Linked DNA regions of Anser cygnoides: region 1 is linked to region 2. A link is a contact called in public Hi-C data. All regions are on one chromosome and are shown on one strand. Each heading gives the region's core, a stretch centred on a gene start, on an enhancer-like site or on the middle of the called end of the contact. The rest is flanking DNA. Distances are from core to core; before and after follow the strand shown. Region 1 overlaps FANCA (FA complementation group A). Region 2 holds the start of TANGO6 (transport and golgi organization 6 homolog).

Evidence for each region. Hi-C and Micro-C count contacts between places; a contact is called where the count stands out from the background.
Region 1: a Hi-C map of liver shows a contact between it and region 2, with 4 times the contacts expected there. The contact joins the enhancer-like site here to the promoter of TANGO6 in region 2. A contact is called at or near these places in 3 of 7 Hi-C or Micro-C datasets (fetal liver and liver).

What each region holds. Positions count from the first base shown.
Region 1 is chr12:1,427,163-1,430,894 of Taihu_goose_T2T_genome, forward strand. It overlaps FANCA (FA complementation group A), which reads left to right. Exons shown (of 43, transcript XM_067004304.1): 39 at 50-155; 40 at 570-645; 41 at 1,013-1,139; 42 at 1,561-1,653; 43 at 2,090-2,358. The coding sequence ends at 2,197. ZNF276 (zinc finger protein 276) reads right to left here. Exons shown (of 11, transcript XM_067004307.1): 10 at 3,463-3,562; 11 at 2,284-3,062. The coding sequence ends at 2,777. Among named protein-coding and RNA genes, the nearest start is that of ZNF276, 8.4 kb to the right of the region's middle. Within about 2 kb of position 1,874, at least 3 of the 3 cell types and tissues checked have open chromatin away from gene starts, as enhancers often do. A contact at or near this core is called in fetal liver and liver, where this site is marked.
Region 2 is chr12:1,314,900-1,319,044 of Taihu_goose_T2T_genome, forward strand. TANGO6 (transport and golgi organization 6 homolog) reads right to left here and starts at 1,592. Exons shown (of 18, transcript XM_048050507.2): 1 at 1,491-1,592; 2 at 767-1,489; 3 at 325-441. The coding sequence starts at 1,592. CDH1 (cadherin 1) reads right to left here. Exons shown (of 16, transcript XM_067004243.1): 15 at 3,984-4,127; 16 at 2,633-3,781. The coding sequence ends at 3,569.

The DNA of each region.
Region 1 (3,732 bases), core at 624-3,123, 110 kb after region 2:
GCTTTGATGCAACTAAAACCTAAGGTGATCTATCCTTTCTGACACCCAGGAGGGCGTGGATTTTCAGACCTCTCTGGAATGGTCCCTGGAGATTTTGCAGTGCCTGGAAGAGAGGGGCGCGTCCTGGCCACTTCTCTTCCAGTCACCAGAAGAAGGTGAGCGAGTCCTGCCTCCAAGGGATGGAAAGTTGAGGTCTAGTGCTGGACAGTAATGCTCTCTTTGATTAATGAATGTGCTTTGTAAGGAGGAACTGTTGGGCCTTTGTGAGCTGCATGGGGGAAAAAAAAATTGCTTCAGTAAAGGCTGAGAACATCCTGCTTCTACCCGACGGTACGGTGACCCGGCTGATGATTAGAGCTGGCTGAAACTCGGTATTGTTTCATCTGGTAGAGAAAGCCTAAGAGGGAACAGCTGTCTTCTAGCTGTCTTCTCTCAGGATCACCGCACCCTAGCGTCAGGGTTTAGTGTGGGCTGGGAGGAAGCTGTGCAGCCCCTGCGCTGCTGTAGCAGTACACGAGGTAGCATGAGGACCGCTGTAGATGCTTAGTGCTCCTCTCTGGCTGTTACAGGCTCCAGAAAATACTTGGTCCTGCGCAGTGCAGCCTCCGACTGCCACAGCCGGCTCTTGCCTCTTGCGTTCTACAGGTACCGAATGTCCTGCTGGTTTCAGGAGGAATGAGGGAGGATGTGGTGGGTGGCTGACGTGGACAGCAGCTGGCCTGTTGGCGAGCTGAGCTCCTACGTTAGCTGGGCAGGAGAGAACGCTGGATCATGGCAGGGCTACTGTTTTAGAAACCCCCCATCTCTTTTGCTAGAAGTTTCCCTTCATCTTTGTGCTTCAAATGGAAGTGTCCCAGGCTGTGTTATCGCTCCTGGCAGGGGGTGGCCCTGCACACAATGGGACTTGTGAAATAGATGGCAGCGGGAGCACTACCTGAATTTACCTCGTGTCTTGCTGTTAGAAACTAAGGTGGAATTGGCACTGACTGGGTACGTGTGTGACTTCCCATAGTCTCACCCCTGGCTTTGATCAGGAGCTGCTTGCTAGAGAGCAGCTCTTCCTCTACGTGGCGCTCGACCTCTACATCCAGCTGCTTCAGCTCTTTGTGGAAGGGAAGGACCTGCCCCAGACTGACCAGGTGGGACAAGGCCCAGACCCTGCGGAACACGTGAGTGAAGCTCAGGCTCTTTTTCCTCTCCTAACTGTGAATCCTATCCATTTTCCCTTCCCCCTGCTGCTTGCAGCGTCCCTCTTGTTCTTACTCTCCTGTACAAAGCGGTGGGATCGCGTGGAGATGCCTCTGCGGGCAGGCAGCGTGTTCCCAGCCTGGGGTGAGGGGCTGCAGGCGCTGCTGGTGCCTGAACCCTCAGCTGCCCCACTGCTGTCCTACTTGTACGGGGCCTTAGAATGGATGGAGCCCTTGAGCGAACGATCTGCTCAGCTTGTGCCTGGGCCGTGGGCACAGCCTGGTGGTCCCTGTGCCCCTGCTGGAGGCAGGGGCTGAGCGCTGAGTGACACCGCTGGGGGCTCGGCAGTGCCTCGTCTCGTCTGTTCCTCAGGGGGATCCCGTGGAGGTGATCTCGAAGGCCCGTCGGTTCCTGCTTGCTGCAATTCCTCGCTGCCCTACCAGAAGCTTTGGAAACGTAGGACCGGTGCGTTGAGCATTTTCTCTCCTCCCAGCCTGAGAGCCCAGTGTCTGAGCAGCACCAGCTTGTGTAGCCTTTCTTGCCACACTTCACTCGCTTAACGGGCGGCAGGCAGCGTGCTGCCGTACCAGGCATTGGAGCAGCAGCCACCTGCTGTTCGACCTGTGCTATAGCCACTGCCATCCCGCTGCCCTGCTGCAGGCTCTCAGCTCCGTTAAACATTACCCTCATGCTCTCTTGCTTAATGCTTGGTCTTACGGAAAGTGCCAGGCCCGGTTACGGGGCAGGTGGTGCAATCCCCACGCGCACGGCGCTGGCTGCCTGCAGCCCCTGATGGCCGCAGCGGTCAGCAGCAGCTGCCTGCACAACTCACTGCTGTTGCTGTAACTTGCTCTGAGGAAGCACGAGCGGGCCTAACACCCAACACGTGCCCTCTCCCCAGTTACTAGACGCGTGTGACCAACTTGACCCCGAGCTGGGAGCCATCCTCCTGCATCGCTCGAGGCCGGCCGCAGCTCTGGACCTGGACGAGGAGCTGGTTCTGTTCTGAGGGCCAGGCAGCGCCACCCTGCTGACTGGGGACAAGGGACAGACCCCGTGCTACCTTTCTGTCTCACCAGTGCTGTTTCTTTCCAATTACTTTGTAAATAATTTATTACAAGCATAACCATGAAGCTCTTGTTACAATAAAAAGTAGGTTACAAATTTCAATTTAGTCTTACTTTGGGAATTTTTTTTTTTTTAAACCAAAACAAAATGTCTGCTGAAAGTTGCTCCACTGTCCTAGGTACCCTTACAGCCACCTGCGGGCAATACTGTACAGGCAGCAGCTTGTGCAGGTCGGTAACAGTTGTGGGCCAACTCTGTTTCTACAACTGTGTGCGTGGGGAGAACGGGGACAAGAAAGGGGTGCTGCCAAACATCCACTCCCCTTGGATTAGACAGACTCTTAGTACAACACTGCTGAATCAGACGTGAGCATGGAGAATCACAGCATGATAACAAGCTTTTTCTGAGCAAGCTGAAGCTAATTCCACTGAGTTCTTTGGAGACTAAAATGTAGATTAAAAATCTCCACTCTGCTGTATAGTTTCTACAGGGCTGGACTGGGAAATCTGCCCCATCCCCCTCAGGTGGGCTCCTGCTGTGCAGTCACTTCTGGCTTTACTGCCTGGCTCTCTGAAGTCCCTGAAGTATTTAGGAGGAGAATAGGCTCTGGCTCCAGTGGCTTGGTTTTGTCCTGAGTCTGGGTCAGAGGGTGCACCATGGACATGTGGACGTTAAGGTTATGGGCCTTCTCAAAACGCTTCCCACACTGGTCGCAGGCAAACTCCAGCTCCGTCTCGGCTTTGTGTTTGGTCATGTGGTACTTGAGCGATGCGCGCTGCCGGCACTGGAACCCGCAGATTTCACACCTGCAAGGCAAGGCACAGGCTTAGCTCCCAGCCCAAGCTGTCTGGCACAGGGACCAGCTCACCTTAGGCTGTGCTGACCAGGACCTGGGGCTGCAGGAGAAGAACAAATGCCACAGCCTCAGGGGCTGGCTCGTAGCATCTCCTAAAACTGCCCGGGACAAGCAACACCCTAACCCTCAGGGCTGGAGCTGAGCAGTCGCCTGAACAGGAGCAGAAGGGGTGAGACCTGCTCAGCAAAGGGACGTGCTGGAGCTGGGGCACGCGCTGCAGAAGCGGATGAACATTTAAAGTGCTACAGGCAGGGCTGGGGGCAGGGAATTACCCTGTGCTAAGGACACCAGAGCTTCCTGACGCCTTCTGTCCCGTTTTTAGCTACGAACAGATGATGATGTGCACTTACTGGAGGGGCTTCGCTCCCGAGTGCCGCATCTGATGGACCGAGAGGTGTTTGCGTTGCTTAAAGGTCTGCCCGCATTCATCACAGATATAATTCCGTACCTCTGCAAGGGAAATGAGGAAAGGATGGCCGCTACTGCATGAACCACACACGAACAGCTGCCCACAGTTACTGGGGGAAGCTGAATTCCTCCCCCTGCCTCAAATCCCCCACACGATGGCTTCTTACAAGCTTCTGTGTCAGGATGACAGTTCTGCAGCCCCCACAGAGCCT
Region 2 (4,145 bases), core at 342-2,841:
TCAGTCCCAGCCAGAGGCTAGAGCATGGCACAGAGCTGCACCCGAGCCAGCAGCCCCGGGTGCGATCCAGCAGCTGCCTCTGCAGACAGCACGAATTTCCCATTTCCTTCTCCCCACCACCATGAGGCAGCCTTTGAAAAGACCACAAACAGCAGCCGGTGCTGAGGCAGCAGCACGTCACCCTGCAGGCTGAGTGGTGACCCTCCATGACACGCAAACAGGCAGCCCAGGGGACGGAAGGTGCTTTGCTGGGCCATCATATTCCTGCTGGGATGCGGGATCCGCGGCTGCCCTGCATCGGGATGGTTCCGCTGCAGCCAGTACCTGCTTGGGGCCACCCTGCAGGACGAGCAGCTCCCGCACTGCCAGGGGCTGGTAGACACGGTCCAGGATGTGCTGCAGGGCCTCCCGGCTCTGCGCTCGCTCCGCTTCCGAAAGGCCCTGGAAAAACAAGCCCTGAGGTGGTGAGGGCAGCCCGGCCGTGGGTGCTGCACCCGCAGAGATGCTGGCACCCAGCTCCCTGTGGCGTGGTGCTGCCGGCGGTGTGGCGCTGGTGCCCCTCGAGCCCTCCCTCCCAGGCTGTACGTGAAGCGGTGCTTTAACCTCTTCTTTTACACTCAGGCTGACGTGGCTCAGCAGCAGCCACCGGAGAGGGAGGCTGTGCTGAACGGGGGCTCTCAGGGCACCCCCTGCACCGGCCACCCCGCGAAGCGGCACCAAAGCGTCGGGACACGCGCGGGGGAGCGGGAGGCTCGGGCCCACCGACCTCGTTGTGGGCAGCGGGGCCGTGTCCCAGCAGGCAGAGCCCGGCGAGGAGGATGCCGAGGTGGTGCGCGAGCAGCGGGCCGCCCAGCGCGGGGTGCCGGCACAGCTCCACCAGGGCGCCGGTGGCGGCACGGAGCCGGGCCCCGCGGGTCACCCCCGGGGGCAGCGGCGGAGGCAGGGGCGGCCCGGGGCGCTGCCCCACGCCCGGCGGCAGGTAGGGCGCCAGCCCCAGCCCCACGGCGGCCCGCAGCGCCCGCCGCACCGCCCGGCCCTGCGCGGCGCTCAGCGTGTCGGCGGCGGGCGGCGGCGGGGCACCGGGCACGGCCGCGGGGGCGGCGGGGAGGGCGGCCAGCGCCAGCAGCCGCTCCTTGAGGCACAGCAGCAGCGCCAGCACCGCGCGGGCGGCGGCCCAGCCCGGTTCGCCTTCGCCCTCCGCCCCGGCCGCTAGCGCCGGTGCCCGGGCCAGCACGGCGGAGCGGAGGCCGCGCAGCGCCGCCCAGCCCGGCTCCCCTCGCAGCCGCTCGTCCAGCGCCGCCGCGTTGCTGAGCACCGTCTCCAGCCGCAGGGCGCCCTCCGGGCCGGTCCCGGCCGCGCCGCCCCGCTCACCGGGCCCCGCGGGCTGCCGCAGCAGCAGCTCCAGCGCCTCCACCACCTGCCCCGGCGCCGGCTCCCCGCCGCCCGCCATCTTGGGGCCGCCGTGACGGGGAGGGGAGGGGCCCGCGGCTCTCCGCCGCCATCTTGGGGAGGTCGGGAGAAGGGGCGGGGCGCTGCTGCCCGCCGCCATCTTGGGGGCATCGTGGAGGGACGGCGGCCCCGCCCGCCGCCATCTTGGGCAGGTCGCGGCGCTCATGGCGGGCCCGGCCCGGTGGGGCGGTACCGGGGCTCGGTGTGGCTGCCGGGAGGTGCCGGGAGGCGCCGGGAGCACCGGGCGCCGCGGCGGGGCAGGTGGTTGAGGAAACCTGCCGCCCCTGTGCCGCCACATCCCTGCAGCCGGCTGGGGGCGGCCCCGGGGTGGCTGGGGCTCAGCCTCGTCCACACGCGGAGCACAGGCTCCGGCTGCAGCCGGCAGCTCCTGGGGAGAAACCACCCATTTTATCTTTTTATTTATCATTTTATTTTATGTGAAAGAAGACAAACACAGAGCCGTGTCGTAATCCCCGTGTGGGAGAGGCGTGCAGGACGGAGCTAGCCCTGCTCCCAGCTCTGCAGCCAGGTGCTGCCTTGTAGTAAACACGTTACGTGTATGTCACAAAGCACACACATCAGCACCTCGCCTCTCCAGGACTGAAACCAGGGCGGTTGCAACTCCTGTACCTGCCTCTTAGGTTGCTGCATGTTTAAAAGCATGCAGGCACTGTGGGGCATGTTATTCGTCTGCTTTGTGCTTCCTTTAAAGGGCAGGGCTTCTCTAGAGAAAACAGAGTAATTGCAGGGTTAGGCAAACATCAGCGATAACAGCCTCGCCTCCGCTGCTGGGCCCGCGTGGGTCAGAGCGTTGCGCTAGGCACACAGGGTGCAGCCACCACGATAAGGCACTTCAGTGCAAGCCCAGTTTTCACTCAGCCTTCTGCTCCTCCTTTCCCCAGGGCCTGTCCAAACAGACCAGGCGGTAAGGTAAAACCTTGCCGTGCTATTAGCTGCCAGCCGTACCTCTTATCGGCCCCGGTGCTGAGAAAACACGTGCTCTGTTATGGATCGCTCCCTTCCCAAGTAAGATTGTTATACAGAGCAGGGGCTTCAGAAAGCACTCGCTTTCTGCACTTCGGAGGCAGCAGCAGCCGTAGCCATAACAAGAATCACAGCAGGGCAGACCTGCCTCTCAGCACGGCCACAGGCAGTGCAGCTGGCAGAGCTACGCACAAAGAAATGGCCTTCTAGTTTTATTAAAACAACGCATTATTTCAGTTTTATATAAAAAACATACAATCAATTAAAACTAGACAATTGCTGGTCTCCCAGCCCGCATCAGACCCTTCTCCCATTTTAAAAATATAAAACGTGACAACAGCTAAACACGGTTCAGAATTTAAGTAAAGCTGTTTGATTTCAGAAAGCGCCTTCTCTTAACTGCACAATAATTACACATAATATGACACAAAAGGAAATAATATAATCTGGTATACAGAAAAATAGAAATCTGCCTGCAAGTACTATATCAAATATAATTCCCTCATGTATCATAGAAAGACAATGGCACATCATTAATCTGCGTTTATAGATCATCCACCCTGCATCGGCACATGCTTGAGCAGCTCCACACAAAAGCTGGACGCGGGGCCGTCCCGTTCCCTGAGCGTGGCAGGCTGCCAGCACGGCGGTGATTTCAGGTCTGGGAGTGCGAGGTATTTTGGAGAGCGCCAGAGAAACCCTTTCCTTCTGAAGCAGAGGGAGAGGGGCGGTGGGGGCCTCTCCTCGATGAAGGAGAGGTGCTGAGCACCAGCCGATGGCCACTACAGGATTTGGGCACGGGGAGGCTGGAAGCTGATCCAGGAGCTCCTCAGCTCCAGGACAAGGAGTGCCTACCGCCAGCCTCCCTGGTCTCCCCAGGGAACCCCAAACGGCACCGTGACCTGTCTGGAGCTGAGGGGGAGCAGGAAACACATGGGCTCCCCAAAACACTCAAGCCCCAGTGATCCTGAGCTTTATCTGCACTGAAGGAGAGGGATGTGAGTGATGGATCCAGGGATGTCAGAGGGGGCTTTGGCCACCCACCACACTGCCGGCAAGGGCCAGTGCATGTCCAAGAAATGGCAAGAGCTGCCTTCGCTGCGTGGCTGCGGGCCAGCAGGAGGGCCAGGGCAGCCTAGTCGTCATCCTCCCCGCCGCCGTAGAGCTCCGCCAGCTTCTTGAAGCGGTTGCCCCATTCGTTGAGGTAGTCGTAGTCCTGGTCCTGGTCGGAGTCGGAGGAGTTGAGGGAGCTGAGCGAGACGGCCTCCGAACCGCTGCCCTCGTAGTCGAACACCAGCAGGGAGTCGTAGGGGGGGGCCGTGGGGTCCGTGTCAGCCGCCTTCAGGTTCTGGGGGGGTAGAATAGGAGCTCAGTGACCAGCCTCTGGCCAGGGGCTCCGCTGTCCCCTGCCAGCGGGCACTGTGCTTGCCCCAGCCACAATCCCGCAGGATGGGAATGCGTGCGGCCCAGCGGTGTCAGCACAGACGGAGGGAGCTGTGGCAACGTGCATTGCACCCCTGCCCCAGGGCAACGCATGGGGCTGGGCTCACCTCGTCGATGAAGTTTCCGATCTCATCGGGGTTGGCGGGCCGGGGCCGGTACTGGGGGGCCGCCATCAGCGGGGGGGCCACGTCGTTGCGGATCACCTCGGGGCGGGCATCCAGGCCGCGGTGCAGCTGGCTCAGGTCGTAGTCCTGTGTGGGGATGGAGAC